Regions from separate parts of the Mus musculus genome. Here region 2 is linked to region 1. Evidence: chromatin contacts called from public promoter capture Hi-C data. All regions are on one chromosome and are shown on one strand. The core of a region is the stretch at or near the end of the contact, and the rest is flanking DNA. Distances in the headings are between cores, read along the strand shown. Region 1 holds the start of Hdac1 (histone deacetylase 1). Region 2 holds the start of Ccdc28b (coiled coil domain containing 28B).

The links. Capture Hi-C pulls out chosen DNA fragments and counts their contacts.
Region 2: a contact with region 1 is called in a promoter capture Hi-C map of liver. The contact joins the promoter of Ccdc28b here to the promoter of Hdac1 in region 1. A contact is called at or near these places in 12 of 39 promoter capture datasets (embryonic stem cells, frontonasal cranial neural crest, hippocampal neurons and 7 more), 4 of 15 datasets of contacts at CTCF or cohesin (CD8 T cells, the NIH/3T3 cell line, large pre-B cells and 1 more), 59 of 484 Hi-C or Micro-C datasets (the AML12 cell line, B cells, the Ba/F3 cell line and 41 more), 30 of 115 datasets of contacts at active chromatin or transcription factors (the 230-238 cell line, CD4 T cells, CD8 T cells and 18 more) and 5 of 9 other capture datasets (adipose tissue, embryonic stem cells, liver and 2 more).

Annotation. Positions count from the first base shown.
Region 1 is chr4:129,541,144-129,544,165 of GRCm38.p6, forward strand. Hdac1 (histone deacetylase 1) reads right to left here and starts at 1,503. Exons shown (of 14, transcript NM_008228.2): 1 at 1,438-1,503. The coding sequence starts at 1,486.
Region 2 is chr4:129,622,274-129,625,625 of GRCm38.p6, forward strand. Ccdc28b (coiled coil domain containing 28B) reads right to left here and starts at 1,635. Exons shown (of 6, transcript NM_025455.2): 1 at 1,541-1,635; 2 at 327-514. The coding sequence starts at 490. It overlaps Gm34305 (a long non-coding RNA gene), which reads left to right and starts at 513. Exons shown (of 4, transcript XR_376684.4): 1 at 513-929; 2 at 1,361-1,480; 3 at 1,616-3,352.

The DNA of each region.
Region 1 (3,022 bases), core at 253-2,752:
CTGCCTTAAAAACAAAACAGAACAGAAACAAGAAGACACCAGGCTTGGTGGCTCCGTCACCCCACAGCACTGGGAAAGACTGAAACAGGAATGTGGCTAACAGTTGAAAGACAGCATAGTGAAAGAGCAATCAGGACCACTGAACCTTCTTAGTCCACTTCTTCAGAATTAAAACAGGCCAGGGTTGTGGCACATGCCTTTAATCCTAGCACTCGGGAGGGGGGTAGGATAAATCTCTTCCAGTAGGAAGCAAACCTGGTCTACAAAGTGAGTTCCAGGCTAGCCAGGGTTACACAGAGGCCATTTCCAAAAAAAAAAAAAAAGTATCAACATAGCTCTTCACCCTCTACAACTGGAGTTATAACACCCTTTTCTAATCCAGCTAAAATTACTATCTGAATTATTTTATACCGACAATTACCAAAAAATATCTGTCTTCTAAATTTCAGATCTAAACAGCCAACCGCCTACTGGCTGGCTGGCTAGATGTCCCCTGAACAACTCAACTGCTATTCCCAAAACACAAATGCTGGACCAAGTGGTGTAAGCCTGGAGTCAAGAGTAAGAAGAAGGGGCTTAATCCAAGACCAGCTGAGTTACACTGTGAGACCCTTTCTCAGATAAAGGTGCTGTCCCCTCCCCCTGCTGTTGGCTCCACTTGCCAGGGCCTGGCTTGTAACTCCAGTTCTTGGGTCCTAAGCACTGACACACAACCTGCTCCTCTCAGGTTGGGCTGAGGCTCCTGCTGTGTTCTCCTCCACCCCACATTCCCTTGTCCCAGCGCTAACACCGAAAGATACCTGTGACATTGTCTAGCTCCCCCTTCAGACGGGAACTCAACACAGGAAATGTGCCTCGATGAGCCCTCCAGCCCCAACAGAAACACAACCCAGGACAGAGTAAGATGCTCGCGCTGGCTCAATGAAAAGTCGTTTTAACAAGTTTCATGCACCTCTCTTCTTGCATCCCCGGGGAGCCCCATTTCCCAACTAGCAACTGCAGGCCCTACTCATAGACTTGGGGGATGGAGTGGGGGAGGGGATGAGTGGCCAGTCCTGCAGAACTCACCAAAAGAAAGAAAGAAAAAGAGAGAGAGTGAATGGGGACAGTGAAAAACCTTTGTATTCTCAGCAGGGGAAGATATCCAGGCAAACCGTCTCCATCATATTCCGATCCCCGCCGCCACTTAGGCTTCCCTCCAGGAATCCCACTCCAACTTCAGGTCGGATTCCCCGAGAATCTCCGCCACCGGGATTACCGCAGACTACCCCTTCCACGACCCCCACCTCATCTCCGGCCTCAGCCTCGACTTCCTCTCTCCAACCTCCTCCTTCAGCCTCGACTTTCCCTCAGCCTCCCCGGGGCTTCAGCCTCCTCCCAGCCTCCTCCCCCAGCCTTTCCCCAACGCCCGGCCCGCGCCGCCCACCCGCAGCTCACCGTCGTAGTAGTAACAGACTTTCCTCTTGGTGCCCTGAGTCTGCGCCATCTTGCTCGCCGCCCGGCCCTCCCGTCAGTCTGTCCGCCCGCCCGCCCGCGGCTCCTTACGGCGTCCGACCAGGGGGAGGGGCCGGCCTCGAAGCCCCGCCCACCCCCGGGATCACCTATAGCCGCACAGCCCGGGCCTCACTCTAACCAATCGGCATGCGCGGGGTCGGGCCCGGAACTCGGCGGGGGGCAAGGGCAGCTTAGAGAAGCCACCGCGGGCCCCCTGGGCCTGTACCAAAGTCCGGCGCGGAGGGGTGGGGGAGACCGGGGGCCGTACCATCGAGTCCCGGGAGAGGGAGTCGGCTCCGTAAACTCTGCAGCCCGCTTCACAGTTGGGAGCGTGTGCAAAGATCAGAGGCCAACTTTCTCGTTTTACCGAGAATACGCCGAGGCTTCCCGGGGAAAGATGCTTGCGCAAGGTCACGCAGCTAAAAGACTAGGTTTGGTCTGGATTAGAACTGGAGAGAGAAATGAATGGCAAGGAACAGAAAGAAAATATCCAGAGGCCTACTGTAGTGGGGCAAGACCTTTATGTGCTCATAAGTTCTGACGGACTTTTCTTTTTTAATGTCAAAGCTCGTTTTCAGTTGGGCGTGGTTGCTATGTCTTTGATCCCAGCACTCAGGAGGCAGAGTCAGGAAGATCTCTGTAATCTGAGGCCAACTTGCTCTCCGTAGTGAAAGCATGTCTCAAAAAATAACAAAACAATTTTACAGGTAAAGCTGAAGAGCTTATTCAGTGTTACAAATTAAATTCCGTCTCCAATTGTACATATTTTTTTTAAAAAAAGACAAAATCCAATATGCCCGAGCACTGTGACAAAGTAACAGAACTTGGTGTTTAGTTTTTAATTTACTGGAGGGAGTGTTGGAGGGAGTGTTCCTATGTAATGGCTCTGGGTGGGGGCGGGGCGATCCATCCAGAAAATTTGGGTCAGGCATGGTGGCAGCAACCATCTCACCTACCCAGAACTTAATTTTTCTAAACTGAAAGCCTAAGTTGTTGTTTGGGGGGGACGTGGGGGTGGGGGGGCGGGGTTGTTTCTTCGTTTGTTTTTGCTTTTTTGTTTGTTTGTTTGTTTTTCAAGATAGGGTTTCTCTGTATAGCCCTGGCTGTCCTGGAACTCACTTTGTAGACCAGGCTGGGCTCGAACTCAGACATCTGCCTGCCTCTGCCTCCGGAGTGCTGTGATTAAAGGCATGCCCCACCACACCTGCCTTTTTTTTTTTTAAAGATTTATTTATTTATTTATTTATTTATTAAGTACACTGTAGCTGCCTTCAGACACACACCAGACCAGAAGGGCGTCAGATCTCCTTATTTCAACTGAGTCTTCGACTCAGAAATCTGCCTGCCTCTATCCCCAGAGTGGGTGGCATATGTCTTTAATCCCAACACTTGAGAGGCAGAGGCAGGCTGATTTCTAAATTTGAGGCCAGCCTGGTCTACACAGTGAGTTCCAGGACAGACGTGGCTATACAGAGAAACCGTGTCTGGGGGGTGGGGGGGGAACCAACAACAACAACAAAAAAAAAGA
Region 2 (3,352 bases), core at 385-2,884, 81 kb after region 1:
AATCGTCCTCCCTGGTGTTTATCCCTACACTCCTGGGGCCCTTCCATCAGTGTCTTGGTTCTCATGGCATTCTCAGTCTTGATTATCACCTCCCCTCATCAGTGTCTAGCAGCTTCCTCTCACAGTCACACTCACTCACTCCCTCCTCAGAGCTAGAGCCAGTGGTCTCTATGTACCTGAGGACACGTCGGGTCTACATCCCCAGTGAATGGGTAAGGCATTGGCTGCTGTTCAGCAGCGATGTCGATGTCTGCAGGTCCTCCTTACACAGTGCTCGGCTCACACCTGGGAGTCTCCAGTCTGGCCAAGAGCCCCTCCCTACTCACCTCTTGAACTTGGCTCGCTGCTTGGGTGATGGCAAATGAGGGAGTCCCAGAGCCAAGGAGCCACTGTGGCTGGTGGGCACAGGGACTCTGCGCAGTGTGCCTGGGGCCTGTGCTGGTTGGGTCAGGCAGGGCTTAGGACTCCGTTTCTTCTTTTTGTCTTCCATTGGGTGGTGTGTTGGACCTCAGGTCTGGGAAGGAAGGGGGCAAAATCATCCCTTCACTCAGCACCCTCTTTCGTCTGAGAGGAAGGGTCTTCAGATGTATCTTTGTCCATCAGTCAGGAGCTCTGTCCTCTTGTCTGTACAGGGTCATATGCCAGCCTGCTGCTGGACTGTAGCTATGCATCTGAAGGACCTCCCAAGGCCAGCAAAGCCCTTTTCTTCCTGACAGCCCCATCTGCCTGCTGGAGAGGGCTGGCCCAGACCAGGGTCATCTTGCTGTTTTCCTGTCACTACAGCCCAGAGCCTGGGGCTGTAGAGGAAGATGCTCAGGAGACAGGGTGGATGTGACTAGGGGAGCAAGCTGAGGATCAGGAGGCCATTTGCTAGGCAACGGTCTGTATATGGCAGCGGATACTGACTAACTGCATGAGGTGCAACCAAGGTAAGGCAGGGACACCTGGAAATACCCTGGTGTCAATCATATGGACCAGGAATAGCCGGCTCATCACTGGCCTCTCTTCCACTTCACTTCAACTACACATGCCAGGGCTGCCCAGAAGTTCCCAGGACAGCTTCTAGTCTCTTCTTTTTCTAGTTAGAAAGTCTTTAGGGGCTAGACCTCCAACAATGTAACTCTGACTTGATTAGCTTAGCTTGACTCCCCTACAGCCCCATCACCTAGGTATCTGGTCTGCTGAGGTCCTCTCCAGGGGAGGTCTCAGCTCCCTCACTTTACTTCCGAGAGGGCGATGGTCAAATCGGAACATTAAGCGTTTAAGCTGGCATGGAACAGCTGGGTGGCATCAGTGGGGCTCGGGGGTGGGGTGGGGGGTGGTGGTGGTGGGAGACAGAACTCTTTTTCTCTCCATGTAGCAGCAGTGTGACCCAGTAAGAGACCTGATGGAAGCGGCAGCCAGAGCGACTGTGATCCGCCTGAGATGTGCCTAAGGAAAGATTCAGTTCTCAATTCGGGCTTCAAAAAACAAGCATCAGGTGCGGCACCCCGCCCCCATCCTCCTCACTCCCTTCTCGCCCCCTTGGGGTTCTACTGACCTGGAAGTTTGGGGTCTGGAGTGTGAAACAGTGCTTCTTTGCAATCTCCCTTCACCCTGCTTTCTCTCTCCTCAGGGGAACTGGAGCTGGAGGGAGCTAAGCTGGCTGGAGATGATTTGCATTTAAAGAGAAAGTAGCCCTCTTTGGATTCCCTGGGAGCGGAGCCGGAGGAGAGTACTTCCGTCGATTTAACAGTTCCCCTTCCCTACCTCCCACAAGAACTAAAGGAGCACTGTTAGTTACGGGATATGGATTTAAAATCATTTCCTTTTCTTGTCACGTTTGGAGGGGATCCCTTACAAAATGGTGGTGGCTTTGTTTGCAGCAGGGGTGGTAGGGAAATGATGGGGCTAAATGAATGTGTGGGCAGAGGCAATATATAAGTATACGGGAAAATGAGGGGCGGACACCAGAAGGAACAAAGACAATCAGTACCCAGCACCCTGTTAAGCCTTTTATGTACATTCAATCCTGAGACATAACTGTTATCCCGATTTTACGGAAAATAATCAATTGTCACTCATTCCTGGGCACGGTCGCTGTCCTGTGACATCCAGATACTCCTAGCCTGTAAGCGCTGAAGAACTGACAGGGCCTCTCCCCACCTCCGAACCAGAGCAAATAGGATCCCAAGCAGGCTGGCAGGAGGTGGGGCGTGAGAGCTCCGGAAGGAGGCTGGCCCAGAACTGTTGGCGGTTGTGCTGCTGGAGGAGGGAGGTCCCACCAATGAGGCTATTTGAAGATCTGGCAGAGGAGTCTGGTTCAGATCTCCAGAACAGCATCCGATGCCACAGGAGAGGGTGTCAGGCTGCCCAGCAGGCTCAAATTAAAGCGACCTAGGCAACAAAGCATCCATCTTCCCTTTTCCTTTAGCAACAACAGTAGGTTTCCCTGGCTGTGGGCACCCAGAGGTGTTGCTTCTGGGATCTTTTCCAGGTGCTGTTAACATGCAAACTGCTCTAGGAAGCAACTCTAATCCAAGACTTCTAAACAACCAAGAACCGGAGGGAGGGGAGCACGCTGGAAGGTCCCTTTCCTCTCAGAATTGCTGCTGGAGCAGGGTGCCAGCTTCGTTCATCAAAGTGACAGTGGGCCCAGGAGCACCCGGGGTTGCCACCTTCAGCTGCTTCCCTGAGGAGCCAGAAGCTTTTGCGGAGCCACTTGCGCTTGCAAGCTCCTGATGCGGAGGCAGGAAAGGAATCCTCTCCACCCCTACTGGAGGACTTTTAGAATCAATTTGTCTACCGCTTCTGGCTAGAAGGAATCAAGGGACAGCCCCTATAAAGCTGAGCAGTTCCATCTTTTCTGCCCAACCAACCCAGAGACCTGGTGCTGGCTGAGGCCACCTACAGTGTCCCTTAGAGGAAACCAGCTGAATTAGGGAACTACTAAGGCCGCGCGCATGCGCATTTCCCCAGGAGGGCGAGAGCACAGACCCAGTAGCTTCCTACCCCTTACTCAGCTGTGTGAACACCTTCCTTCAATAGGTCCTCAAGGCCCTCTGGGTCTGCTCTGAACTCCTAAGGAACACCTAAACACAAACCTCATCTCTCCCCTCACCCTCCTGGGCACCTGTCTCACTAGTCTGCTTCTGCCTTTGGGTTAAAGGCATGTTCTCCCACACTAGGTTCAACTGAGTATTGGATGAGGTCATGACTTGTCTGTCCTTCTCAGGACTTCTGCTTTAAAGCTTTGTTTCCTCTCAGTAGCTACGTTTTTTTTTAAAAATTACATGTATTATATGAGCACCAGTGCATGAGTGGCGGTGGGTGTCAAGCTGTATATATGGAGAACAAAAGGCAACTTGAAGGA